Linked DNA regions of Mus musculus: regions 1, 2, 3, 4, 5 and 6 are each linked to region 7. Evidence: chromatin contacts called from public HiCAR-type, HiChIP or PLAC-seq and Micro-C data. All regions are on one chromosome and are shown on one strand. The core of a region is the stretch at or near the end of the contact, and the rest is flanking DNA. Distances in the headings are between cores, read along the strand shown. Region 1 holds the start of 4930505A04Rik (RIKEN cDNA 4930505A04 gene). Region 2 holds the start of Hba-x (hemoglobin X, alpha-like embryonic chain in Hba complex). Region 3 holds the start of Snrnp25 (small nuclear ribonucleoprotein 25 (U11/U12)). Region 4 has its middle 7.9 kb from the start of Gm51888. Region 5 has its middle 21 kb from the start of 4930505A04Rik. Region 6 holds the start of Sh3pxd2b (SH3 and PX domains 2B). Region 7 holds the start of Stc2 (stanniocalcin 2).

Region 1 (4,098 bases), core at 164-2,663, 900 kb before region 7:
GAACACCAACACATCTGTATCAGATCCTTGAAGGAAAGGACTGTAGGTGTTGGTTTACACATTTATGCATTTACTTGGTTCTGTATTTCAAGGTGTGGATGGCTACAGATAAATAAATGCGAAATGCCTGATTCTGTAGAAACATCTTTGTACAATGAAACACCTTATACAGACAAAACACTAATGTGCCTGAGACCCTAGGTTCTATATCAGCAATGCAAACAGTAGCAACAAAACAGAAAGCAGTCAGGCTTGGCTTGGAACCTCTGCCACTTAATATCTAAGGTTCCATTCCTTGATTTATATGAAAGAACAATAGCTATTGTAACTGATGTGAGAAAAAGAGCACTGCTAATGCATTCAGCGGGTCTCTACATGCCAGGTGCTACATGAAGCTCTGAGGATACAGCAGGGAAACAGATGAAAACTCCTGTCTTCACGGGGATTACATTCTAGGGAAGGCAGAGAAGAAATGAAATGGGGCATACACAGTCTATTAGATGGTGCCACATGATAACGACAATTTCCAGCGAGGAAGAGGCATGTAGGTATGTGGGAGGAGAGGCTACGTTTGGGACAGGGTATTTGTGAAGGTGGTAATTGAAAAAAGCAAGGGAGGGATGGGTACAAATTAAGGATATTTGAGGAAGGAACATTCTAGCAGAACCAACTGTAACTGCCAAAACTCTTATCAGAAATGTGTCCATCTTTAGACATAAAGCATGGTCTCCCAAATTATCAGTCAAACACATCTAAAGGTATCAAATAGTAATCTTTGAGGCTTGTTCTTAGGAACTTGTTTCAACCAGTTAGCTGTATGCAGGTGCCAGGGTGATCTAGAGGGCCGTAGCAGGTGTGGTGCGGCAGGCGCAGCCTTGGCTTTACTGTATGTACCCTGTGGAAAACATATTTTTTCCCCTTTTAAAAAGAGGCCATGTTGAAAAGGCTGCAGAGACTAGGGAAGCAAAGCGATGGCTGTATCCATGAGAAGCTGGTACTCGAGACTGAGTGAGGACAAGAGAGGAAGCAATGAACAGTGGAGTATGGATAATTTCAACATTGGAGCCGACAGAATTTGCTGACGAGTTAAATGTGAGGTATGAAGAGTGATTATTTCATGATGGCTTCAAGAAAGCTCAGTAAACGCTGCACTAGGAAAAAAAAAAAAAAAGATACTGTAATCACTCAAACCTTGGAAAGCAGGGGAGGAAACCTATTGGATGTATGTGGCCTGGATCTTATGTGCTGAGCCACTCCCTTAATCTTTTGCAAGAAATAGAAAAGGTTTTCAGAAGGGAAAATAGAAAGCTGAACCCTGGCACTTACTGCTGCTTCTCCTCTCCCTCCATGGCCCCCTCCAGCCTGCCACGTGGCAGCTAGGAGTGTCAAGAGAGAACACTGACCTATTCTTGCTAGAAAGGGGCTCCAGAGCGCTGCCACTGTGACTCCAGCGTTGCTAGGCGACTGAGAGCTCAGGAAGAAAAACACAAGCGACTGGGGACTGTGCGCAAGCGCAGTAAGTGTGCTCTGTTGGGCTTTCGCAGCTGGGTGTGGCTTGCTTCAATCCGGGAGGGAAAGAGTCCCTTGGTTTTTAACTACAGCCTTAGGTTGGACAGTGAGTTTGAAGTTGTAGAGCCCTAAACCTAGTGGGGAATCAGCCCAAAACCTAGTGGGGAGCCAGCCCTGTTGGGTTTGAGGAGTGAGCAAGGAAGGCTTCCAGGTCTCCCCCGCTGCCCGTGGAAACCTGTTTTCCATGAGCACTTCAGAGCTGTGCAAGTCCCGATTCTCATGGGGAAGCTTGGCTATCACTTTTTGACAGAATCTGAAGCTTTAAAATAGAACAAAGGAACGCTGCTCTGCAAATGAGGCTACCTGTAGTTTGTGCATCTGCCCTGTCTGAGCGAGGGTTCAGGAGACTGCAGGTTTAGGCAGACTCCCAGCTTGCATGGCTGCACTTTTCCAAAAGCCCAAGCTCCAGGGAAAAGACCTGGACGATCATCTAGCACCTTGAGCCTGGAAATTTTTACTCCATTTTCCAGTTTCCACTACCAGAGCCAAATGCCCTTGGCACGTGTGATAACTAAACCGTTTTTCTGTATAGGAAAGGAAATGGGGTTAGAGATGTTTCTATTGAACTGAACTCTGCTGTGTATGAGGAATGTGCATAAGCATGGGAAGCCAAAGTCATTTTGTAAATTTATATTCGCGTGGGACAGATGTGGGGTAGTGGAGGCTGGCCTTTTACTCAGGTCCTAAAGTCCTGTTAGGGAGAAGAGATTGTGGATACATTTGACATCCAGCAACCTACATACTTGAGTGTGGACTGTATGTGTCTCTGAATAGGGAGTTATGGGTCACCAAATATGAGGGAAATGGCTTGGAGAACCAGAAAGCTAGGAAGGGAGGGGATGGCATGCATGTTTGCTGAGCCAAGCATTCATTGGACCCACTATCCACAGGGAGAAACGTAGTTGAATCCTAACCATCAAACTGATTATGCACATAGGCCCTGGGAGCAACTGGTGTTTGCCTTGTGGATTCACCTCTTGCTAGCTTGTACATAAGGGAGACATTTAGTATCTCAGAGCCTAAAATTCTTCATTCACAAAATCTGAAAATGCCTAGTGAACTGGCTGGCTTGGTGGTTAACTTTACGTAAGCTAGAGTCATTAGACAGGGAGGAGCCTCAGTTGAAATGCTTCCATGAGATCCAGCTATAAGGCATTTTCTCAATTAGTGATCAATGGAGGAGGGAACAGCCCATTATGGGTGGTGCCATTCCTGGGCTGGTGGTCCTGGGTTCTGTAGGAAAGAAGACTAAATAAGCCTTGTGAAACAAGCCAGTAAGCAGCACCCTTTATGGCCTCTGCATCAGCTCCTACTTCCAGGTTCCTGCCCTGCTTGAGTTCTTATCCTGACTTCCTTTGGTGATAAACAGTGATGTGGACGTGTAAACCAAATAAACTCTTTCCCCACCAACTTGCTTTATGGTTATGGTGTATTGTGTAGCAATAAGACCACAACTGAGAGATCCAGAGTTACTGTCAAGTATAGATATAGATTCACTGTTCTAAGAGCAGTGGCTTACTGCTTTATTTTATGACCTTCATGCCACATGCCAATGAAACTTTTCAGTCATGAAGAATGAGGTTGGGGCTGAAGAGATGGCTCAGAGGTTAAGGGCACTGGTTGCTCTTCCAGAAGTCCTAAGTTCAATTCCCAGCAACCACATGGTGGCTCACGACCATCTGTGAAGGGATCTGATGCCCTGTTCTGGTGTGTCTGAGGACAGCTGCAGTGTACTCATATACCTAAAATAAATAAATAATTCTTTTTAAAAAAATTCTTTAAAAAAATGAAAGAATGAGGTTATGTTGTTTGAAAGAAAAACGGATGCAAGTAAAGAGAATCACTTATTATAAGTCTCCGATAAAAATTATATATATATGTGTATATATGTTTACATACACACACACACACATATATATATATATATATATATATATATATATATATATATATCAAAAGTAGAAATAAAATAGTCTAGAGATCAACAGCGTGGGGATGAGGAAAAAGGAGGGTGGGGAGGCCCAGGGGAGTATGCTCACTATGCAATATAAACCAGAACAAATTGTGGGTGGGTAGGTGGGTGAGTGCCGTTTTACATTCATGAACGGACCAGAGAAGCACATCATGTATATTCCTCTCCCATACCCTCCTGCTTTCTTGCCTGGACACAGGGTCTTTCATTGAGCAAGAAGAAACTTACTGATTTGGAGGTGGCTAGCCAGAAGGCTCCCAGGATCTGCCAGTCTCCACCTTTCAGTACTAAAGAGGTTAAAGGCATGCATAGCCATGTCTGATTTTTTATGTGGGGGCTAGCAATTTGAACTCAAATTTCATTTACATAAGAAGCATCCTTGCTCACTGAGGCATCTCCCTCAGGCCCACTGTATGAAAAACAAATAAATACATCATGCCCACCACAAGGTTGTCATAGTCTTGGGTATCTAAACCTTTCAGATAGGAAAACTTTGACTACAAAATAGTATTGTATAATCAATTGACAGTTATGGGTACTGCATTTAGTGTTGATAA
Region 2 (3,828 bases), core at 1,094-3,593, 910 kb after region 7:
TCCAGCTGCATGCCATGGCACAATAAATAATTAAAATGTAATGAAAATATGGCTAATTAATCTTTACATTCTGTCTTGGCCAAGATGCAGAGAAGCGACAGTTAATTAGCGTAGGGTGGAGGAACATACATCTGAGAATAGAATTCAGAGCCTTATGCATGCTAGGCAAGCACATATCCCCCAACCCCTGCATAGCCATTTGTTGCCAATCAGTGTGAGAAGTGAATTTAATGGAGATATTAGAGCCTTTGCAACAATTGACAGTGGAACAGATATGTATGGACATAAATAAATAAACAAACAAACAAATAAAATGGGCCTAACCCTCACACTTCATACAAAAAATTATCTCTCAAAATGAATCACCTATACAGACATAAAACAAACATGAAACTTTTAGAAGAAAATATAGATAAAAATCATTGTGTTTTGTGGTTAGGCAGTGAAACCTTAGACATAACTTTAAAAGAATTCTTTCTTAAACTGGGCATGATGACCCACACCTTTAACCCCAACACTAAGAGAAGTAGAAACAAGCAGATCTAAAAGAGCCAGCCTGGTCTACATAGCAAGTTCAAGGACAGCCAATGCTGCACAGTAAGACCTTAACTCAAGAAACAGGGCTGGGATTCTTTCTCCCACTTAATTTTGAGATGCGGTCTCACTATGAAGCCCTGGCTATCCTGCAACTTGCTATGTAGACCAGGTTGCCCTCAGGCTCACCAAGATGCCTCTAACTCTGCCTCTTGTATGTTGGCACTTACCACTAAGTATGTATGGTGCACTTACCACTAAGTCCACCCCAAAAGAATGAGTTCTAAAATAGAAGCTTGATTAGTTAGACTTGATCCAAATTAAAACGTTGACTTTATAAAAAGGACTATTAAGATGAACTGAGGGCTGGGTGAGATGCCATAATGTGTAGAGGCCCTTAAAACCAGGCTTAACAGTGTGAGGTAGTAGTCTTCTTGCCTCCACACATGTGCACATGTGTGCCCTTCACACACAAAACAAATAAATGATACATGAGAAATGAAAGACTATCTGGAAAGTGTAAACCTAGGGGAAGGTATTTGCAAATAGCATATCTGACCCCCCCCAAATGATCCAGATTATGTATAGAATGTCTATAAATCACTGGTAAGAAAATGGCCCAGTTGAAATGTGCACAAGGTACCTTTTATAGGTAGACAACGTGCTTGAGCAGAGACAATACCAAAGATGAAAAATAGGCACCCAGAGAGATCTTCCATCACTGGCCATTGGAAAAATTCTGTTTTCAGCCACCATGCTATATCATTACTTACCTATCCAACAGCTAAGATTCAAAAAAGGCTGGCATTGATACATAGGAATATAAAGTAGTAAGGACACTCATGAAAATGGTTTGGCAATTCTTTATAAGATTAAATATACACCTTGCATATGCCAGGAATTCTACTCTTAGATACAGATGTATCAACTGACACAGATATAGAGAAATAGAATTGTAAGCTCACACAGAGGTCTCTCTGTGAATGTGGACGAAGGACAAACTGCTGCATATTCATACCACAAAATAAAAAGTAGCCAACTACTGGTGAATACAAAAGCAGATGGATCTACAGGATATTATACAAGGGGAAAGAAAGCCAGTCTTAAAAAGGTAAAATATGGTATGATTCCAGTTACACACATTTTTGAAAAGGATGAATTAGGTTAGGTTAGGAGCAAGAGGAAGATGAGGGCTCCAAATGGGTGGCTGTGGAGTTTTAAGATGGTGGAGCTACATAGATCTATATATGTGTCAGTCCAGGACAATGAGCAAACCAACCTATCTCCATGTTAAGATAAAAACTAAGAGAACTGTGCATTTCATTGTATATTGGTTGGTATGGAGGGCTAGCTGGAGACTGGAGATCTTTTGTTGACCCGTTACTCCTCCTAGTGAGAGCAGACTTCCATGATCTTCCCTCAGTGCTAAGTGAGAGGAATTACTGCTTCCTTGGAGGGAACCCAAGAGTCACTGACATTAGGTGACAGGGATGGCTCAGACAATTTGTGATTCTGAAATGAGAAAGGACAGTGCAGGTCTGGATACAAGAATGACCTCCTGACATGGCTGGGCCCCTATCTCTCCTGGATTCTGTGTGGGACTAAGGCCAACACCCCTCCTAAGGCCATGGGCAGTGGGCAAGAGCGATAGCACTTGCCCTTACAGTCCCACCAAGCCCTAATTCCCATTGTTGCTGGCTCTGATAACAGGCTCCACCCTGCAAGCCCCCTCCCCTCTCCTAACCAGTGGCCACAGCCTGACAGGTCCCTGACCATGTGTATATAAAGGAGACACTGGGGACAAGCACCATCAGGCCAGTCTTGAGTGCACTCAACTCCAGCGCAGCCTCCAACCCTCACCACCACCACCACCATGTCTCTGATGAAGAATGAGAGAGCTATCATCATGTCCATGTGGGAGAAGATGGCTGCTCAGGCCGAGCCCATTGGCACTGAGACTCTAGAGAGGTAAGTCCAGGCACCATGGCTTGAGTAAGCAGGTCAGAAGAGGGATTGGTGAGACAGAAGTGACAAAGAGCAGTTAGTGAGGAGAAGCCACTGAGAAGGGGTCATGAGGACAGTATGGTCAGGACAGTAAGGACAGAGGCAGAGAGGACAACGTGGAGAGGACTGAGAGATCAAAGCTTGTGAGGAGGGGATCCAGGCAGGCAGACAAGCTGCTAAAGGAGGTGGGCTGGCATTCACAGAGCTCACCAGAGTCTTCCATGTGGCTCCTCAGGTATTTGTTGAGTGAATAGGAATGAATGGATGAATAAACAGCTATAGGTGGATAGAGAGTGAGTGGATACAGAGTGGATACAGGGATCTGCCATGTAGACCCTTGTGCAATAGGAAATAGTAACATCGCTCTTGGGGTTGTTTTTAAAAGATTTTGTGTGTGTGTGTGTGTGTGTGTGTGTGAGAGAGAGAGAGAGAGAGAGAGAGAGAGAGAGAGAGAGAGAGCGAGAGAGAGCGCAAGCGTAGGTGCCATTAGAAGCTAGAGGCATCAAATCCCCTTGCATCTTAGTTACGGACAGTAGTGCATTCTCTCCAGGGCAGTAAGTGCCATCTCTCCGAATGCTTTTTGTATTATTCAATGTACATTTTTTTGCATTTCATTTCCTTAAATACTATGTAAACCACTACTTTGTTTTCTGTCTGGTAGGTCTTTAAATTTGTATATCCCTTACATTTTGAGCCCAAGGCAAGAGCCAGTGTCCTAGCCCTCTCCCTAACCAATACTTACTTGTAAAACTAACGCTTTCTCCCGGCCCCTAGGCTCTTCTGCAGCTACCCCCAGACGAAGACCTACTTCCCCCACTTCGACCTGCACCATGGGTCTCAGCAGTTGCGGGCCCACGGCTTCAAGATCATGACCGCCGTAGGGGATGCGGTTAAGAGCATCGACAACCTCTCTAGTGCTTTGACTAAGCTGAGCGAGCTGCATGCCTACATCCTGCGTGTGGATCCGGTCAACTTCAAGGTGGGTTTATGAGAAGGGAGGGAGAGGTCAGCAGAGAAAGAGACAAGGAAAAAAAGCGGGTGGGGTCTCTGCTGCACTGAGCACTGAAATTCCCTTCCCTCCGCAGCTCCTGTCCCACTGTCTGCTGGTCACAATGGCCGCACGCTTTCCCGCCGACTTCACCCCTGAGGTCCACGAAGCCTGGGACAAGTTCATGTCTATCCTGTCTTCTATCCTGACTGAGAAGTACCGCTAAGCTCCACCGCCACGACCCCCATGACCAGCTATGATCCCTCTCCTCCCCTTTATTGAACCCTCCCTCAGGTCTTTCC
Region 3 (3,598 bases), core at 601-3,100, 840 kb after region 7:
ACTGAGCCCAACCACAAGCACACTACCCTACCCTCAAAATAGGCCAGAGTTCCTTTAATGCTTAGTCTTTTGGTGTCCCCAAGGGCAAATATAATTATGTTTACAAGGCTTAATAACTGATACTCTGGTTCACAGATGTGTATGCATGTGGGAATATGGAGCTATAGAAATATAGATATAGGTATGAGGTAGAATGGTAGGACATGAAAATCGTGATGGCCTAGAAAGGAAAACATGGGAAAGGAAAGATCTGGCTTGCTTTTTCTGCTGATAAAGGCAGAAAACTAATAGACATAGCTGATAAAGCCAAAATTGCCTGAAACAGTTCATTTGAGAGAAGATATCTCAAACAAAAATGTCAAAGACAAATAAATTGTGCTTACTTATGGCCACATTAATCTATACTGTAGATTTTCTGTTTATTTTTGTTTTGAGAAAGGGTCTCACTATGTAACCTGTTCCTCTTACTTTCTTCTTTATCTCTGCTGTGCAACTCTCCTGGGCTTTAAACCCTTTCTCCTGCCTCAGTCTCTCCAAGTGCTAGGATTTTCTCCAAGTGCGTACAACAAGCTTGGCATAGGGGATAAGAGTTTTAAGTAGGATAACCATGATTGAGGGAGGGAGGGAGGGAGGGAGGGAGGGAGAGAGGGAGGGAGGGAGAGGGAGGAGAGGGAGAGAGAGAGAGAGGGAGGGAGGGAGAGAGAGAGAGAGAGAGAGAGAGAGAGAGAGACACGGTTGTTGTTCTTCCAGAGGGCCAAATTTGATTCCCAGCACTCACACGATGTTTCTCAGTGCCCAGAAGAAATACACGCCGAAAATGACCCATACACATAGGATTTTAAAAATGAGGCAAGTGATTAAAGTAGCTATCCAGGGAATGTGACGGGAGCAAAGAAAAAAGAAAAAGCCCACAGTGCTGCCTACACAGCGTCCTCATAAGAACAGTTGTTACAGGGACTGGTGGTGTAAAAGAACACGAGGACTAGAGATCAGCGCATGGCAAGGCTGCCCTTGACAGCTCCGAGGACCACAGGTCCCGCCTAGATTTGTTTTGTTTAGACAACTTCCCTCTGTAGTCCCTGCTCTCCCATACAGACCTAGCTCTCGATTCAGATCCAACTGCCTCTGCCTCCTGTGTGCTGAGATTAAAGGTGTGTGCCACCAAGCCAAAGCTTCACTTCACTTTTTATTCTATTTGTGTGTGTGTGTGTGTTGGAGTTGGAGTTGGTTTTTGTGCGGGGAGGGGGTTGGTGGGTTTTTTGGTTGGTTGGTTGGTTGGATTTTTGAGACAGGGTTTCTCTGTATAGCCCTGGCTGTTCTGGAACTCACTCTGGCCAGGCTGGCCTCGAACTCAGAGATCCGCCTGCCTCTGCCTACCAAGCGCTGGGATTAAAGGCGTGCACCATCATGCCCGGCTTCCACCTTACTTTAAAGTGGACCTTTTAGGCAATTTTTTGGAATGGAGCCCATGGCATAATCTCAAGTGACTGCGAAGCGACCTGGCTGGGGCAACAGCACGCGAGTGGCAACGGCAGGCCCCAGGCAGCAGGAGGCGCCCGCCTCCCAGCGTCACCTTGTTGGGTGATGCCGTGCACGGGGACAGGTGTCTTGCGCGAAACGATAGCAACGCTGGCCTTCCTTGACAACCAGCCCAGACCGAAGAGAAGCTCAGCAGCGGGGAACAGAATAGCTCGTAGCTCCCGCGCCGCTCGCACCACCAACGTGACCTGCTCTATCCAGCCAATAACCTGCTGTCTGCACGCTCCCAGCCTCCCGAAGACTCGCACATTTCATTGGCTACTGAAGCCACGCAGTATACCATTGGCTAAGCTATCTCGTCGGGGCGGGACACAATCACTGCGCACGCGCCTTTTGCTTATCAACCTGGAAGGCAGGGCAGGCTGGAGGAGCGCCGGAAAGCAACACTAGTCTAGTAGTAGGCAGTCCTGGAGGACCCGGAGGCTGAGGATCGGCCGGAGGTGCCGGAGGACGACGAGGATGATGAGGAGACATTGCCCCATTCCGAGGCTGTGGACGTGTTCCAAGAAGGTCTCGCCATGGTGGTGCAAGACCCGCTGCTCTGCGACCTTCCGATCCAGGTGCGAGACAGGGCTCTGGGGTGTGGATGGGCGCTGGTGGTCCCACCAGAGAAAGACGCTTCTGCGCATAAGTGGAACGCTTAGGGTGAGGAGCCCCTCTGAGCCGTGAAGTTTGAATTAAACAAACACTAAGATATGAACTCAGGATGAGTGTGACAAGTCTTTTCCTTTTGCCTGAAACTTCAGTATGCGTGACTTAGTAGTTAATGTATTCTTTAACCTTGCCAATCAAAGGTGTTTTTATTTAACGTCTGTGTGCGCACAGAACTGGGAGCCAAACTGAGAACCTTTCGAATGCTAAATAAGTGCTCTACCACTGAGTTACACAAGTTTATTTGTACTTCCCTCTGTGTTTTATTAAAACATCTCTTGTCTGGCCAGACCTTTAATCTCAGCACCCGGGATGCCGAGGCAAGGGAATCTCTGTGAGTTTGAGGCCAGCCTGATACATTGAGAGCTCCAGGCCAGCCAAGGGTCTGGAGTAGTGGGTCTCTGCCTCAAAACAAACAAAAGACATTTTGTTATCAAAGGTTTTAGGTAGCCGGTCAGTTGCACCCTGGACCTGAGGTACAGGCCTGGAGCCTCTTGATACAATACTCTCAGGATCGCCAGGCCCAGTGTTAATTGAAAATCCTAACACACAATAGGTGTCTTAGTCAGAGTTTTACTGCTGTGAACAGACAGTGTGACCAAGGCAACTCCTTTTTTTTTTTTTTCCTTTAAAGTTTATTCAATACAACCTAATCTCCAACTTCACTGAGGTGGCTGACCACGTGGACTCTTATAAGGACATTTAATTGGGGCTGGCTTACATGTTCAGAGGTTCAGTCCATTATCATCAAGGCAAGAGCATGGCAGCATCTAGGCAGGCATGGTGCAGGGGGAGCTGAGAGTTCTACATCTTCATCTGAAAGCTGCTAGCAGAATATTGGCAGCAAGGATGAGGGTCTTAAAGCCCAAGCCCATAGTGACACACCTACTCCAGCAAGCTACACCTATTGTAACTGGGCCACACCTTCTAATAGTGCCACACCCTGGGCTGAGCATATGCAAACCATAACAGTAGGCAAGCTTGGTTCCCTTTTTTGATCAGGGCCACTGACAGGTAGGTATATATCATCTATAACTAGGGAGACATTAAGGCATCAGGTGTCTCCAAGTGACGCTCCCCAGCAGTGTGGGTAGGGCCATGTCAGTGAAAGGGCATGTTTGGAAAGGACCACTGGGGCAGGACTCTCAGACACAGAATTGCCCCATTCTAACACCAGAAAGCTCTTATGATCTCCATCTCCCTAGGTTACTCTAGAAGAGGTCAACTCCCAGATTGCACTGGAATATGGCCAGGCGATGACTGTCCGTGTGTGCAAGATGGATGGAGAGGTAATGCGTAAGTACCGTTGTCTTAGTTACTTTCTCTTGCTATAAAGAGATACTGCGACCAAGGGAACTTATAAAAGAAAATGCTTGTAGGGGCTTCTGGTTACAAAGGGCTACAGTCC
Region 4 (3,784 bases), core at 610-3,109, 750 kb after region 7:
AATGGTTGGGGAACATGCCAAGTACGGATGCTCATGTGTGATAACTGTGTTAGGATTCTGGCTGAGAATCTAAGTGGGTCTGTCAATCTGACCAAAGCCAAAGGAAAGAGCCCAGAAGGAAAGTCTTTCTGGTCAGTATGTGCTTTCCCTGATAAGGTGTCCCTTGCCAAACAAGGAACTGGGTCATGGGAGAGAGGAAAGGGGCTATTTGGCCCTAGCTCTCCTCCCCTCCCCTCCCCTCTCCTCTCTTCTCCTTTCTTCCTCCTCCTCTTCCTTTCTCTCTCTCCCTCTCTCCCTCCCTCTCTCCCTCTCTATCTCCCTCTCTCCCTCCTTTCTTCCTCCTCCTCCTCCTCCTCCTTCTTCTTCTTCCTCTCTCTCTCTCTCTCTCTCTCTCTCTCTCTCTCTCTCTCTCTCTCTCTCTCTCTCTCCCTCCCTCCCTCCTTCCTTTCCTCCTTCCCTCCATGTCCCCCTCCCCCCCTCCTTTGTGTGGACAGTCTCCCCATCCTTCTAGACCCATCCCCCTAGTTTTCTGCATCTAACAACCCAGCTCTCACCGTTCAAGCACATACTTGGGAGGAAAGACTTCTCAAGGCTCAGACTCGTGAAAACACTGTGGGAGAGTGGGTGTGTTTGGCATCCTCCCAAGGCTGTGAGAGATCAGGTTGGGATGAGTTTGGGGATCAGGAGATGCTGAAAGCTGATGTAAGTCAGACAGACAAATCTCATGGCCTGGGGGACCCTTCAGTGTCCAACTGAAAGGCTACATTCACCAGGATGTATAATGAGAGTAACAACCACTGTCAGTTCTCCAGGACTTAATGTGAGGCAGGACCAAGCTAGGTTTGTACAACCTGACCAGGTTGTAAGTTGTATTTAGATCTGCTGGCCTCCCCTCCACACCAGAGGCAAGAAACCTGCACTTTGGAGAGGTTCTGTGACTTGCTCAGTTTCCCTGCCAGGTAGTCAAAGCCAGATCCAGAATAATCTAAATGGACCTCCTGACTTAGAATCCTGGCTCTCCCCTTCCCAGGGGAGTAGCTACACACCTCCTCCATCCTTGCCTCAGTCAGCTTCACTGCTATGACAGAATGACATAGACATGTCTGTTGCCCCAATTTATTTCTCAAAGTTCTTGAACCTGGGGTGCCTACAAGGAGCTGACAAGAGTCTAGAGGTGCACTGTAACATGTAACACATGAAAGCAATAAATGAAGCCAGGCAAGAATTTGGAGGTAGTGGCAGAAAGATCAAGTGTTCATCTCTGGCTACACAGCAAGGTAGTGACCAACTTGGGTCACACTGGGAAATTTGTTTCAAAACATCCCCAAAAAGCAACCAGCAACTGTAGCCTCCGTTCCTGAGCCATTACGGAGTTCCTACTCTGTCTTTGGCCTTGTCCGAGGCCTGGGGAGGAATGCAGAATGGCTTCTGCCCTTCCGGAACACTCAGGGGTCTGTGTTCTAAGAAACAGTGGCAAGGCGAGGCTTGTCACCCATGAAAAGGAGGAGGAATTGTGGCAGAAGTCACTGTGGACTTCAGCGAATTCATGAACGGTTCAAGGAAGGCTGGCATGCCCTGCCTGCTGAGTGCAAAGGAGATCATTATTCACCCTCTGCTGGCCAATTAATGCTGAACTCGGGCTGAACCTTTCCCTCTCCATTTAAATCCTGCCCTTAAGCCCAGAGGAAAGAGGAATCCTCTTCCCAACTTCAGAGGGAAAAAGAAATGGAACAGAACCCCCAAGATCAGCCTTGGTTTTCTCCTTCTAAATAAAGACTTCCGAGCAAGCCTGAGCTATTAGTGTTCATAGTGGGGACTGTGTTCTCGGCTGCTTCCCCTCTGCAGCTGCATCCTGATAGCTCTGGAATGGGGCAGCATGAGCCATCTGCTTGACAGTTTGTTTTATTTGGTAACCTTGACTGCAGACTGATTTGTCGCTCGCTCGGGCAGTTTACTGCCCCCGGGGACAGAGGTTGCTCTCAGCAAGTCAGTGGTGGGCACTAGGGTATGAGACTGAGCTAGTGAGGAGCCTTTGAGGATGGAAACACACCCATACAGCATGGCTGGCTTCTCCAAACCCATTCGTTGCCATGGCAACAGTAGCTGCCACCAATCTAGACCACTGTGCACCTATTTATTAGCATTGGGAGAGGATAGGCCTTGGGTTCAATTCCTGCTTCAGCTATTCTCTACAAGTCAGCCAGCCTTGACAATTCCCTCCTGCAGGTCCAGGTAAAATCACTTACAGCGTGGGAATTATGGTAAAGGTAAGATACAGGCTGCCTGGGAACCCTATTCTCCTGCCTCAGCCTCTGGAATGATGAGATTACTAAGACACCACCTTGCCCAGCTAATGACACTTATTTTTTGAGACAGAGTCTCACTATGTAACCTTGGCTGGTCTGGAACTATGGAGACCAGGCTGGCCTCAAACTCACAGAGCTCTGCCGCCCTCTGCATCCTGAGTGCTGGGATTAAAGGTATGTGTCACATTCCTGGCTCTAATGACACTTTTCTAAATAAGGTGAAATATCTAAACTTGGTATAAGTATCTCACACTGTAAAGGTTCCAATATATACACGGTGCTCACATGGGATATTCTCTGTAATAGCATCAGAAAACGGTGGCCATAGAAACAATGCACTATAAATCCACACAGGCTCACTAAATAAAACTTGTATTTCCATAGTGTGGGTTCTTCTACAGTCATTTAAAGGAGCACGGTTGTCCTCTCTGCTCTAATCAGTCTTCAGAGTCATATCTGGGGGTGGGGTGGGGGTGGATCTGTTTTGTTTTATTATTTTTAAACTCCAATTGTTTCTCTGTGTAGCCCTGGCTGTCCTGGAACTCACTCTGCAGACCTTGAACTCAGAGGTCTACCTGCCTCCACCTCCTAAATGCTGGGATTAAAGGCATGTGCCACCACTGCCCATCTTTAACTCCATTTGTGATATAAAACCAAAGCCCTTAAATTCAATCAGGAAATTGCCATGTAGTGGGGTGGTGTGTGAAGGGAAAACTCACCTGTTTCATCCCACCAAGGCATAGAAGCAGAGCCTTTGGGGTCTCCCAGAACCTCTGTCCTGTCCAGCATGGCCCCACCCATAAGGACTTCAAGAGTGGCAGCCCACCCAGTTAAGTCACTCAAGAGCTGAGAAACCCTGAGGCCACAGGACAGCTGTGGTTGCAGAGGAGGCTGCCAGCGACGGGCACTCCATGCTGCCATACACAGCAAGTACAGCCACTCGGCTCCCAGCACTGCCAGTGAACCATATGCTCTCCCAAGGATGGAGGCAGTGGTGGTCTTCTAGTGTGGTGAGCTTTGGGTTCAGCTTCCTGCCTGGGTGTCAGCCTGATGCCTTTGAAGTCAACATTGTCACCTATATCACCCTTCCTTCTCTTTTTCCTATGTGTTCAGAGGCAGCTGGATTAACTGTGGTAATTCCTCTCCCCCTCCCTCCTTCCCTCTCTCCCTCCCTCCCTCCATCCACCTTTCCCTCTTCCCCTCCCTCCCTGCCTCCCTCCCCCCTCCTCCTCTTCCTCCTCCTCCTCCTCCTCCTCCTCCTCCTCCTCCTTCTTCTTCTTCTTCTTCTTCTTCTTCTTCTTCTTCTTCTTCTTCTTCTTCTTCTTCTTCTTCTTTTTTCTTCTTCTTCTTCTTCTTCTTCTTCTTCTTCTTCTTCTTCTTCTTCTTCTTCTTCTCTCTCTCTCTCTCTCTCTCTCTCTCTCTCTCTCTCTCTCTCTCTGTACTTGGGTCTTGGCTTTGGAAATTTGAAGACTATGATC
Region 5 (4,022 bases), core at 428-2,927, 880 kb before region 7:
CATGAAGGACATAGGGGCGGTCAATGCCCCAATGTACCTCCTGATGGCATCTTGGATGAGGTGGCTTACACAGGCTTGGACAGATTCAGGTCCAGTGATCCTCTTTCCAGATTTGAAATAAGGAACCAGAGGTTCTCAGGCTTTGGCAGTCCAAGGAACATGGACAGCTTCCTTGACCAGTCAAAAGGCCTTTGTTAGCATCAGATATTTTTGTTTGGGGGCTTTTTTTCATCTTTCTCATAGTATACCATAAAGACCACAGCTAGGAGTTCTGCCTGTGGCCTTTCTCTAGACATTTAAGGGTTCCTTTATCCAGACATTTAATTTTGGCCCTAATATTATGGAAACTCTGGGAGAATAGGTCAAAAGGACTTGTTTCCCATCTGGAGTCTCGGGATCCAGAGGGCCTTTGTAAGGTAATCTAGAGATTGAGGCAGGTTTTCATGTTTTCCTTGGATGACTTTTTGGATATTTTTAAGGACAGTTAACTACTTTTAGGACAGCCTTACAGAGACTGGCCAGGAGGTAAGTTATAAATTGATCTCTAGTGAAAATGCCCCAAGAATTGTAGCCTCACTCAGGGTTCTAGTTAGAGACTGCCTCAGCCCAAAATGGGTAGATGGCATTAATTTGGTGGATCTTATCTGCCTGTGGGCCAGTCAGGGGGAAGTAAAGGTGGCACCATGGCAGAGCAGGAGGAAGTAGGAGGAGGCTGCTGGTAGGCTGAAAGTAGGCATCATCGAGGGTTGATGGGCAATCTATCACTGAGGAGAGAGAGGAGAACCAGAAAAAGAAACCAGGAGAGGGGGTTGTCAGGGGAGGCTTATTAGTTTGATTAAAAGTAGTGGAGGAGTGATTTTGTTCAGACTTCATGGCTAGAAAAAACTGAGTAGGGAATACAAATAATTACAAAGTGGGTGTTTATGAACCCACAACTTTAGTGAAGAAGTGGAAGCTCCTAGAAGGCAGGGATGGGTAAGGCTTTCTGTGTACCTGTTCTGGACAAAACCCACTCCCTATAGTCTGGACATAACCACTGTCCTTGTTTTGCAACAAGAACCCATTGCTTTTCTTTACTTCTATTTCTGTTGCCAATATCCTTCAATACAGTTTCTCCTACACTCTGCCACTGAAGCTCTTTTCTTTGCCTGAATGCCATGCTTTCACAAAGGATCACCCATTATATAACCATTGTGTCTTCCTCCTTGGGTGCTACATCACTACAGTGCAGTCTTCTTGGTAGGCCTAAGGGCCTAAAAGCAGTCACAAGTGAAAGAGTTTCAAGGAAACTATGCCTCCTGGAACCTTGGCATTCCCATAGCCCATATGCTCAAACCCTGTCTCTGAGTTAGCCTGATGTATGGATCTGAGTGCTTTCTTGTATTATAGGTACTTCCAAGAAATGATTTTACAAGTACTTAATCAGGTTAAATTTTACTCTCTGGTTTTCATCAATGTCCCAGACAGCCCTTGAACCAACTTGGAGCTTGGAATTCAGTAAGAAAATTACCTATCCAGTAACATTCAAATTCACTTCTAGTAGAGACATTGAAACTAAATAAGCATTACAAAGAACAGAGCTAGAAAAGCTCAGGGCTGGTCTGCATAGTGATAACTTAGGACAATAGTTTGAGTTTCACCCAAACACAGGAATACACAATGGCCTAACAAATAGGTGGGCTGTCCCATGAAAGAGTTGGTGGAAAGGGAATTCCCCTGGTACAGGTTTCTTCTCTAGGCCCAGAGGAATAGCATCATCAGGTATTTACTAAAGAACCCCTGGTGGTGGGTTTAACAATAGACTAGCTTTGCATCAGAGCATTCACTGGCTCCATTTTAAGTGGTAAACACGACCTGGTTCCCTGCCATAATTTTATATATGCATTCTTTTTTTTTTGTTTGTTTTGTGTCAATGTAACTTGGCAGGTGTGTTCGCCTGGCTTTTCTTGTTTTTCTTCTGTATTACAAGTCTGGTGTTCGTTTGGACAAAATACATTCAGAGCCACACTCCCTTGTGTCCTGTCTCTTTGTCACCCCCTTCTCGCCGACTCCATGTCCACCTGCTGGAACCTCTGATTCCCACGGATTGAGGGGGTCTGACTAGGCCCGGTCCGTGGCACTTGGGTGCTGTGATTTAGGTGATCAAACGGTGGTGCTTAGGATCAGTAAAGAAATAGCTGATTCTTCTATTACTTCCTTGAAAAATCATCTCTCACAAAGATACTTTTTTTTTTTTTTTTTTTTTTTTTTGGTTTTTCGAGACAGGGTTTCTCTGTGTAGCCCTGGCTGTCCCGGGACTCACTCTATAGACCAGGCTTGTCTCAAACTCAGAAATCCACCTGCCTCTGCCTCCCAAGTGCTGGGATTAAAGGCATGCTCCACCATGCCCAGCACATAGATACTTTTGCTTTAGTGTTTCCCTTCTGTAGTGTTGATATCTACACTACATTCCCAAAGAATTAGCACACAATATACTCTCTGTGCAGATTTCTTAATAGAGTTTTGTATGCATGTTCTTCATCCAGATTGATCTGTAAAAAACTTCCTAGAAATGTTGCCTTTGTCCTTGCAGAGTAAAATAATGGTAATTCTCACTTTTTAAAATAGTCTGAAATAGAAATTCCATCTTTAAGACAGTGGATCTGCTGAACCTTCTAATCTTCCTCCCAACAACATCTAACATTTTTGACAAATGATGAGAGGAAAGGAAGAAAGGGAGAAAGACTGCATTTGTTGATACTTTCAGAATCTATGAGGGAAATTGGAAATAAACATGTACTTTGAAGATAAAAGATGCATCTGGGACATCCAACCACGAATGCACTCTGATTTTTTTTCCTAGCAGAGGAGAAAGGGTAATCTAGATTCCCTGAAAAGTGGAAAGTAAACCACTTCCCATCTGCTGGTAAGCTCATTTAAGAACCAGATATTTACATTTTAATTTAATAAAATTATCAGAACTTGGTTTTATTCTCAATCACAAACCAAAGCCAGATGTATGGCTAGTGGTAGAAAGCTTACCTAGCATGTGTGTGGAATAAAACAGACAGAAAAAAAAATCAATATTCCTCACCAAGACCTGTGAGTTAATTAAGGAAAAGTTACCTTCTATCCAGGATTCTAAATATTAGGAATCACTATGACATTTAAAAACATTTAAATTAACATTTAAAATATTTAAAAATTAACTACTAATTACATATTTGTATTTCTTTTTACATAATTTCCACCTTTGTTAAAATAAAAACAGAAATAAGAGAACAGAAAAACAACCTTGGGGGCATGAGTCTTTATGGCGGCTACCATAAGACATAAGAATTTGTTGGCACAGTGCTTTTTGTATTGTGTGTTCTTGATGCAAATGACTATGGTTCAGTTTACATACCATGCCAGTCTGACAGAAGGAAAACTCAGAAAACACCCATGTTACTAAGCCCAGGTGTCTGGAGGCTAAGATTTTTCAAAACTGATTTTAATTTTGGTTCTTTAATGCTTGAACCTCCCTTTTAGCCACCCCCCACCCCCAAGAGGTAGGGGTAAAGAATCGTTAATAGGAAACAGAGGTTGTGGACCTGTTTTGAAATAGTATTTTGGGGGCTATTTCAATCATTCTTGTCAGCAGGCCAGTACACTAGCAAAACACCAAACAGGAATCATCAATGGCAGTCTAGTATACTGAGCAAACATGAATCAGTAGCAGCAGCTCGATCCAGAAGAAACCAAGAGGCTCCACTGATTCTCACAAGTCCACGGAAGTGGCAAGAACTAGCCAGAATAACCAGAAGTTCTTTGGTGTGTTTCTCTCCACAAAGTCATGACAAACAATGCAAGAGTATCATCCCCAAAGACCAGCATCAGGGAAGCCCAATCATGACCAGCAAAGAGTGGCAAGGTGAACCAATGCAAGAATGTCTGTTGGGTTATACTTATGCTCTTTCCAAACATCAAATGCCCTTTCACCAGGCAGTTTCCAGAAGAACACCACATGCGTCTGTTCTCAGCAAAACATTCTTTCATGTGTC
Region 6 (4,015 bases), core at 1,208-3,707, 980 kb after region 7:
TGTAACTCCCAGGGCTATGAGACCCTAGTAAGACAAGACCCTAGTAAGTAAAGTGCCAGGCCAGCCCCAAGCTCACAGACAGACCTCAACAAATACTGTTAGGCTGATAGCTGGGCTGGAGCAAGCTTAGGACTAAGTGAGATTTCCCTCCCACTTGATTCACAACAGCAAGAGAAAAGCACTAACCCCCTTGTAAAATTCAGCAGAGTTTAAACAGCAGAGGTCTTTTTCCTGTCATTAATCATTGGGGAAAAGCAAATAAAAGCTACAGTGAGTCACTCCTGACACCATTGAGATGGCGTGGTCAAGAACAATAGAAGAAGCAGTAAGTAAGGGGCAGGGGGGAGTGTTTGGAAAAAGCTGGGCCTCTTGTGCGCTGCTGATAGACTGGAGAGATGGCTGAGTGGTTAAGAGCATGGACTGCTCTTCCAGAGGTCCGGAGTTCAATTCCCAGCAACCACATGGTGACTCATGACCATCTGTAATGGGATCTAATGCTTGCTTCCAGCACACAGGTGTACATGAGATAGAGCCTTCCTATATATAAAATAAGTAAACAAAATTGCCACCAGGAAGACAGGCATGCAGCGCCACAAAAGAATGAGCAAATCCAGGTAGAATTACCATGCAATCCAGAACATACTCTAAAGAACTACTGAGTAAGGACTTTGAACAGACATCTGTATGTCAACATTCCCAGCAGCCTTAGTCACAATAGCCCAAGGGTGGCAACAGCCAAAGTGACCACATTTATATGAATAAAGAAAAGGAAGGGCTAGGAAACACACAATGAAAAAGTATTCAGCCACAAAAAGGAAGGAGGTTCTGAAGCAGGTAGCAAGGACGCAGATGCACCTTGTGGGTGCTTAACTAAAATGAGGCGGACACCCAAGGACAAAAGCTGCAAGGCTGAACTGTTGTGAGCGACCCAGAGTGATCCGACTCACACTCAGAAATCAGCCGGCAAGGGTGGGAGGTGGAGGATGGGGGCAAGGATGACGGGACAGGGAAGATGATGGCATTACTACAGCTACAGGCAGAGCTGGGGAACTGGGAAGTGGGAGGAGCTAGCTGATTCAGGTACATCCAACTTCTACAGTCTGTGCTTCTGCTTTGTGCAGGACATGAGAGAAACCAGCGGGTGCCTTGGGTGGCAGCTCTGCTGGGGAAGCACCTTAGGATCTGGTGCACTGGAGGGAATTACTGGGCCAGGGAGGGCCCTGGTTCCAAATGGATGCCACTCTCCACAATCTCCGAGTGGGTCAGTAAGAACAGCTTAATCAAGAGCGCCAAGAAGATAGTCCTGTGCCTGAGGCAGCACAAAGCCATCTTTGGTACAAAACTGGCTTTGGTAAAGACAATCCTCCCGCCTTGGCCTGGTACCAATCAAGTAACCCCTTCTATTAGTGAAGCCCATCCAGACCAGCCTTCAAGGCCAGAACAGCAGAAAGCACGGACAAAGAAGCCAAAAAGGCAATAGAGGGGTTTCCAGAGGGATTCAAAATAAAGTAGTCTGCAAGGCCTGCCTGGACTGACGAGAACTCTCCCTTAAGAAATTCCTCGACTGATCTATGGGTGGGGAGGTGCCTGAAGGGGAACCCCTGCTTCGTGGCTGAGAAACCACTACCTGCAGTCTGAACTTCCTATCCATGGTGTTATGTGTGTCCATCCATCCATCCATCCATCCATCCATTCATTCAGCCAGCATCTGTTAGTTACTGAGCGCCCAGCCAATGCTAGGATGAGCTAGAGAAAAGAGATGTGGAGCCACTTGTAGCTTTGCTTTGCTTAGTGTGGGGCAACCATGGGTTGGACCCACCTGCTCCATGAATCTAGAGGCTGTCCTCAGGTCCTCTGTAAAAGGCGATTAACCATCCCCTCCTGACCCCCAACTCCCAGGTGTTGTGAGATTTTAAGTGAGCATCCGTGATAATGACAGGGCACAGGGCCAGGTGTGGACTCAGTCCCCCACGGGGTCAGGGGCTTGCTACCTACCCAGCATCCCTGCTCTCTTTCACCTTCGCAGCCCTGTGCAGGGCTGCCAGGCCATTTTTGCAGTTTTTCCTCTCCCTGTCATAGACAGTAAACCCAAGAGACCTAGTGACCACCTCTCCCTGACCCCCAGCCCCCGCCCCCAGCCCTGGGGGCAAGCGATCGGATTTATAGCGACTGGCACGCCAGCGGTTCTCACACACCGAGGGGGATGGGCAACCTCCCTGAGCCCTTAACGGGAATGGAGAGCTCGAGCAAGATGCTTGGGTGCCTGGGTTTAGAGTCGCCAGGCCCGGGCGCGGGGGGCGGAGCGCGCCGTCCCGCCGGGCGCGGGGACAAAGGCCCGCGGGCGGACGTGGCCGGGCCGGGCCGGGAGGGCCCTTTAAGCAGGGTGGGCGGGCGGCGTGGAGGCGGGCAGGGGCGGGGCGCGGAGGGCGGTGGCGGCGGCGGCAAGTGCTCGGCGGCAAGGATCGCTTTGGCCCGGCCCGGCCCGCACGGCGCTGGGCGCGGAGAACGGCCATGCCGCCGCGGCGCAGTATCGTGGAGGTGAAGGTGCTGGACGTGCAGAAGCGGCGCGTGCCCAACAAGCATTATGTGAGTCGGCGTCCGCGCCACGCGGCGATCCCAGCCCCGCGCAGAACTTGTGCCCCGCGCCCTCACCGCCGTCTCCCCACGCGCCCCGGGTCCCCGCGCCCTCCCTGCTGTCTGTCTCCCCACGAGCCCTTGGTCCCTGTGCCTTCCCCGCCATCTCCCCGCTCGCCCCTTGGTCCTCGCCATCTCCTCGCGAGCTCTCGCCTTGCCCACCCGTACAAAAGTCTGGCCCCAGCCGCTGCTGCAGACTAAGACAGAAACCAGGAGAGAAACCCACGGAGCCGTGGGTCTCAGGCCACCCTCCTACCCAGAGGCGCCCAGCCTCATAGGATTAGCGAACCTAGCCCTTCATCCTTCTGTGCATGGGTCATTTGAGCGCCCCTTCCCTGTAACTTCCGCTTAACAATGTGGGAAAGTTTCCCCAGGAGTAACCCCCCTCTGTGACAGGAGAATTTTGTTTGGAGCTGCTAAGGTGTGGAGGAAATGGGTCCCTGGCATCATTTTGCAGATGGGAACGCTGAGACTCAAAGGCTGAGGATTCTCAAACGTGGACGATGGGCCTGGGGCCCACGGTGACCCTCAAGTGGGAAGTGGCCTCTCAGGCTGCTTGGGGACTTTGTTGGAGGTTGAGGTGGCCTTGGTTCCACCTCAGAGGTTCTGGGTAGTAGGACAGTGGATTTAGAGGAGGCCCTGGGGACTTCACTCCAGGTGTGAGGGGGACTGGCTTCCCTGTGGCTGTGCCAGTCCTGAAGAAGTTAACCAGGAAAGAAAAAAGCAAGAGGGAGGGAAAAAAAAATCCTAACAAAGAAGTGAGGAACAATGACTAGAGAGGGCGTTGGCTGGAGAAAGGCTGGCCAGGGGCCTCCCTGGAAGCCCCTTTGGATCTATTTGTTTAAGAGATCCATTCTTACAAAGCAGACAGCTATACATGCCTTCCCTGAGTCGCCCATAAAATTCTGAAAGGAGATGGCCGGGTATCCACTGTACTCTACAAGAAAGGGTGTGCTGTGTTCCAGTGTATTGTTATAGTCTAGGCCTTCAGTAACTCAGCCCTGGGCCAGCCAGCGGGGGGCTGCTTCCTGGACCTGTGGTATCTTTAAATAGAGCTAAGTTTTCCCTGCTTCAGAGCTCAGCTAAATTGTCTTGGTTTCCCCACCCCCACTCCCTTTCCCCCCCCCCCCCCCCTTAACTATTTCAAATGCTGCCAAGTCTTGGTTTCTTGTTGAAGCCTGTTGAGTTGCCTCTTGGGTATGGGACAGTTTTCAGCAACACACCAACTGGAGGAAGTCTGAAATTCTCCTCCATGCCGCCTTCCACCAGATCCGACAAACCAGAATAGATAGAACCACCAAGGACTGGGTGTCACCTTCTACTCCCTTGTGGTGTCACACATGTTTAGTGGTGGTCTTCTCAAGTCTGTTTCAAGGATGGG
Region 7 (4,161 bases), core at 1,150-3,649:
AAGCCAATATTTCAACCACACTATACCAACCCAGAATATTTTTCATTCTCTATGTTCTTTTTACCTGGGCATCGAATTTTCCAGCGTTGTGCAGAAACGTCATGCAAATCCCATGTAAACCCTGGATTTCACAAGAGTTGTTCTCGAAACACTCAAACACACCACAGCCCACGTCCCCGGCATTGACCAAACAGTGCTGGATCTCCGCTAAAATGAAAAATTATATACAAAGTTTTCTGCCATGCTAAGTGTTAATAAGGGCTAGAGAAAAAAAAAAGGAGAGAAAAGTGGAGCCAATTTCAGAATCTAAGGAGTGGAAAGAAAATGTCATTATTTTCTAATACATATGAAAAGTATGTGTATTTGTAAAATTAGCCAAAATAAACAAATATAACAATCAGAATTTAGTCTGAGCGTTTTCTTTTCTTCCTTCTATCGTTTCCACTTAATGAAGGTACTTGTGGGACTACTGTTCAAGAGCCCAAAGCACTTCAGCTTTTAAAACCCACAGGGAAAATAAGATTTGAAAATGACCACATTTTATGAATTAAATGTCGTTCTCTACTTGAGGCTGCAGAAGCCACTGCCGTTAAGATCTGGCCATTTCCTTCCTGAACCCAGATGAAAGCGTCCAAGCAACTTCAATTCAGCTTTATGATTCAACACCTAAAAATCAAAACAAGATTCCTATTAAAGCCGTGCCTCCAAACCACCCGCATTAAAAATGCTAGGCCACGGAAGCTGCAGCTGGCACCAGCTTCAGAACGCAGGAGGCAGGTGGGGGCTGGCCTTTCCACCCGCCACCTTTCTCTGGAGGTTCCTTTTAATTAGGGATCCGGTGTGAGATATCACTTAATCCCCTCGAATCCCAGAGGCCCCGAGCCTGCTCCCTCTTCCAAGATGTCCTAATTCGTCAGCCTGAAAGGACAGACAGGGAGCTGTCAGGCTGCGGCAGAGCAGTCTCACGCCTCTCTCGGTTCGCTCAGTTCTACGATTTAAACCAACCGCAAAATTACAATGAGGAAAGTGTATTCTGGAAGAAGGGCGGGGCTCGAGTCGAAAAATCTGTATGAGATGAAATCTAGCATGAGAACGAGCTTGTGCTTGTGAAGGGGTGCCTAAACCCGAGAGGAGGCAGGGCGGACGAGGAACCCTTGATTGTGCGCCTAGACAAGCGGGGGTGAGAGGCTGAACTGACTCCACGCGTGGTCGCGAGCAGGGCAGCGATCACTCACTTGGAGAACCCTGACCAGCACTTGTGCATTCCGGCTCAGGCAAGGAGCGCACGCACGCCACGGCCGCCGCTTTCACACGGCCCCCGAGGAATTGCGGGGGTGGGGGCGTAAGGAGACGAGCGGCAGACACGTTTCTTTCTCTCCCGGGAGCTGGGAAGAAGGCCAGCCCCGTGTGCCACACGTCAGGCTTTTGCACTGCAGCTTGCTGGTGAGCAGGGCCGCGCACGATTCGGATCGTGTCAACAGTTCTTCCCGTGCTGACTTGGCTAGGAGCATGGCTGCAGCAGCAGAGGTACGCTTTGCGAACCCCCTCCCCCAAAGGAAAAGTTCCTAACTGGCCAGCAAAGTTCTGGGCTGTCCGGCATCTTTGGAGAAAACGGAGACAGTACATGCCAGGCTGGCCGGCTTGGAAACGAAGTTCTGGGTGCAGGGCGAGCCCAGCTCTGGGGTCCCTTGGTACTTCGCACGGGCCAGGCGTGACGAAGTGCGCCCTGCTCCGGGCCCGGGACTCTGGCTGGAGCTGGCAGCAGCGTCAGGCACAGCCTCGGTTCCCCTCAGCCCCGGGGAAGGCTAGCAACAAGTCTTGCCTCAGCCATTTCATCACCCTGCTAGCACGTGCCGATCCCCGGCTCTCGCAGCCCGAGCCAGACCTCGCTTCGCCTCGCTCTTCCCTCTGCACGTCCCGAGCCACGGAGAGTTTGTGCCGCCCGGGGTGAGCTCGGGTCGCCGGCTTGGGGCTAAAGGCACCCGGCGCGCCGCGAGCATGCACCCTGTTCTCCCCCGGCAGCTCTGGGCTGCAGGGCGCACGCGTTTACCTGTGTTCTGCAGGGACAGACGGCCTTTCTGCTGCGAGCTCCTGTCTTGGGGACCTTCCGGAGGGTTCGTGGAGTCCGTCCCCTGCGCCGGGTCCAAGGTGGCAAACACCAAAGCCAGGGTCACAAACTGGCCCAGCCGCTCCGCACACATGGTTCTGGGTATCACCCTCCCGCCTGGAGACCTGGATTCTTTGTGCGCCCCTCCTCCTCCTCTTCCTCCTCCGCCGCTTCCCCCTCCTCCCACTCTTCCTCCTCGCTGGCCCCTTCCCTCCTCCTCGCCGCGGCTCGGATAGAGGTTACCCAGCGCCCTCCCGTAGCTCTCTGGAGAGCATGTGACCAGGCCGTTAGCCGCGCCGCGAGTGCCCGGCGATAGCAGGGATGGTGCCTCAAATATCCCTGGAAGCTCTGGTGTCACTTGAATGAAGGAGTCGAGCAGGTGTTGTCCCGGAGGCTGGACCAATCGGAGACCCCGGCCCGTTTGACAACACAGCGGGAGGCGGGGCCTGCGCCAACTTCTACGGGAGGAAGCGGAGCGCCTCCGCGATCGCCCCACAAAGTTGCAGACCTGGCGGCGGCCACGCGTTTGCGTGGTGTGTGTGTGTGTGTGTGTGTGTGTGTGTGTGTGTGTGTGTGTGTGTGTGTGTGTGTGTGTGTGTGTGTGTGTGTGTGTGTGTGTGTGCGAGACGCGTGCGCGTGTGCTCCGGGGCAATGGCACGCGTTTGCGTGGTGTGTGTGTGTGTGTGTGTGTGTGTGTGTGTGTGTGTGTGTGTGTGTGTGCGAGACGCGTGCGCGTGTGCTCCGGGGCAATGGCCGAATGGACTGAGGGGGAAAAATTAAAGCGGATGCCAACTCTACTTGCAACTAAAAACTAAAAAAAGGGGGGTGGGGGGCAGGAGAAGTCGGTCTTCACAGGGACAGAGTCCCCAGGGTTCATATCCAGCTGGGAAAGTTTCCTCTTTGGAACACAGTCACATTCTCAGCCAGGAGACCTGAACAGATTAGGACAGATACCTGGTCACAGAGATGGTGCGAGCAAATTGAACTCTGGTGGGAATTCCTAAGCGTCCTGACGCTTGTTTTGTTTTTTGGGTTTTTTGGTTTTTGTTTTATTTAAAGGCGCTTGAGGACAGGCGTGGAAGCTGCTGGCCTGATTGACTTACCCACTTTCTGCCTGAATTTGATGGGTCCAATAACACCTGGGGCGTCTCGTCTCGCTCCTCCTCCAGTCCAGACGGATTCCTGTCTGGGCTTCAGGGATCCAAGTGACAATTCATTTCACCAGGTGAAAATTCATTTGCATCATTTCCTGGCTGGTGGCCTGGAGGCCCAGGCAGCCTTGGGTCAGGCGGCCACAGACCATCGCGTGCCCAAGAGGCCAGAGCTTGACAGGCAACTTTAGGCGTCTCCAAATACAGTCTTCAATTTTCTCCAAATGCCACTCGGCCCACTTACGGGTTTTGTTTGTTTGTTTGTTTGTTCTACTCTGCAGTCCTCTGATGTAAAATTAAAGCACCCCACCCCCCAAATCTTGGGACCTTCTATTTTTTTCTCCTCTTCTTGGAGCCCCCTCCTTAAGCACCCTGAGAATCAGATCGCCTTCAGCTGCAATCTCCGCTGCTGGAGGAAGCGGGGAGAAAGTTGGGCGCTGCCGGGAGCGTCTTTCCTCCCTGCTGTGTGTGTACGTGTGCACGCTCACGTCTCCCTCGCGCTGGGCCCGGGACAGGAACTGCTGCTCTTGGCCTCATAAACCCGAAGGAGTAATTCGGGGGGCCAGCTTGATTGGGGGAGGGTGGAGAGGCGAGCGTTGCCACCTAGCGCCACATGGCACTCGTCCGGTATTGGCACTCCTTGCCCCTCCCCCGCAGTCCCCACCCTAGTCTTGGAGAACAGGTGAGCCTGGGTACCAACTCTCAACCCCCGTCCTTGCCCGACTTCCCGCTCGCCCGCGCATTCTGCAGTAATGCGCCTGGGAGGTTTCATCACCCACCGCCCGCGGCGACTGCAACCCTGGGCCTCCGAAGCGAGGCCCGCTCTCAGCCTCTTCTGCGCCTACGTGTGACACACCTGGGGGAGGGGTATAGAAATGAGCGCGCAGGTTGTCTTTCCGCAGC

What was found. Hi-C and Micro-C count contacts between places; a contact is called where the count stands out from the background. HiCAR-type assays count read pairs that join an accessible place to other places. HiChIP or PLAC-seq counts read pairs in DNA pulled down with a chosen protein or histone mark.
Region 1: a contact with region 7 is called in a Micro-C map of embryonic stem cells, with 5 times the contacts expected there. The contact joins the promoter of 4930505A04Rik here to the promoter of Stc2 in region 7. A contact is called at or near these places in 2 of 39 promoter capture datasets (both in embryonic stem cells) and 2 of 484 Hi-C or Micro-C datasets (both in embryonic stem cells).
Region 2: a contact with region 7 is called in an H3K27ac HiChIP or PLAC-seq map of embryonic stem cells, with 6 times the contacts expected there. The contact joins the promoter of Hba-x here to the promoter of Stc2 in region 7. A contact is called at or near these places in 1 of 39 promoter capture datasets (liver) and 1 of 115 datasets of contacts at active chromatin or transcription factors (embryonic stem cells).
Region 3: a contact with region 7 is called in a FOXA1 HiChIP or PLAC-seq map of pancreatic cancer cells. The contact joins the promoter of Snrnp25 here to the promoter of Stc2 in region 7.
Region 4: a contact with region 7 is called in a HiCAR-type map of astrocytes, with 2.9 times the contacts expected there. The contact joins the enhancer-like site here to the promoter of Stc2 in region 7. A contact is called at or near these places in 3 of 39 promoter capture datasets (the 3T3-L1 cell line and liver), 2 of 115 datasets of contacts at active chromatin or transcription factors (astrocytes and stem cell-derived neural progenitor cells) and 1 of 9 other capture datasets (embryonic stem cells).
Region 5: a contact with region 7 is called in an H3K27ac HiChIP or PLAC-seq map of embryonic stem cells, with 4 times the contacts expected there. The contact joins the enhancer-like site here to the promoter of Stc2 in region 7. A contact is called at or near these places in 5 of 39 promoter capture datasets (embryonic stem cells, liver and pre-B cells), 1 of 484 Hi-C or Micro-C datasets (embryonic stem cells) and 2 of 115 datasets of contacts at active chromatin or transcription factors (both in embryonic stem cells).
Region 6: a FOXA1 HiChIP or PLAC-seq map of pancreatic cancer cells shows a contact between it and region 7. The contact joins the promoter of Sh3pxd2b here to the promoter of Stc2 in region 7. A contact is called at or near these places in 2 of 115 datasets of contacts at active chromatin or transcription factors (astrocytes and pancreatic cancer cells).

What each region holds. Positions count from the first base shown.
Region 1 is chr11:30,470,416-30,474,513 of GRCm38.p6, forward strand. 4930505A04Rik (RIKEN cDNA 4930505A04 gene) reads right to left here and starts at 1,414. Exons shown (of 5, transcript NM_001100394.1): 1 at 1,327-1,414. The coding sequence starts at 1,349.
Region 2 is chr11:32,274,257-32,278,084 of GRCm38.p6, forward strand. It overlaps Hba-x (hemoglobin X, alpha-like embryonic chain in Hba complex), which reads left to right and starts at 2,344. Exons shown (of 3, transcript NM_010405.4): 1 at 2,344-2,502; 2 at 3,313-3,517; 3 at 3,624-3,828. The coding sequence starts at 2,408. The coding sequence ends at 3,752.
Region 3 is chr11:32,203,565-32,207,162 of GRCm38.p6, forward strand. Snrnp25 (small nuclear ribonucleoprotein 25 (U11/U12)) reads left to right here and starts at 1,851. Exons shown (of 5, transcript NM_030093.3): 1 at 1,851-2,099; 2 at 3,396-3,486. The coding sequence starts at 2,058. It also overlaps a transcript of Il9r not described here.
Region 4 is chr11:32,117,487-32,121,270 of GRCm38.p6, forward strand. No RefSeq gene overlaps it. Among named protein-coding and RNA genes, the nearest start is that of Gm51888, 7.9 kb to the right of the region's middle. Within about 2 kb of position 1,860, at least 95 of the 459 cell types and tissues checked have an H3K27ac peak or open chromatin away from gene starts, as enhancers often do. A contact at or near this core is called in astrocytes and stem cell-derived neural progenitor cells, where this site is marked.
Region 5 is chr11:30,490,459-30,494,480 of GRCm38.p6, forward strand. No RefSeq gene overlaps it. Among named protein-coding and RNA genes, the nearest start is that of 4930505A04Rik, 21 kb to the left of the region's middle. Within about 2 kb of position 1,678, at least 7 of the 459 cell types and tissues checked have an H3K27ac peak or open chromatin away from gene starts, as enhancers often do. A contact at or near this core is called in embryonic stem cells, where this site is marked.
Region 6 is chr11:32,345,383-32,349,397 of GRCm38.p6, forward strand. It overlaps Sh3pxd2b (SH3 and PX domains 2B), which reads left to right and starts at 2,458. Exons shown (of 13, transcript NM_177364.4): 1 at 2,458-2,586. The coding sequence starts at 2,512.
Region 7 is chr11:31,367,662-31,371,822 of GRCm38.p6, forward strand. It overlaps Stc2 (stanniocalcin 2), which reads right to left and starts at 2,400. Exons shown (of 4, transcript NM_011491.3): 1 at 2,051-2,400; 2 at 65-207. The coding sequence starts at 2,201.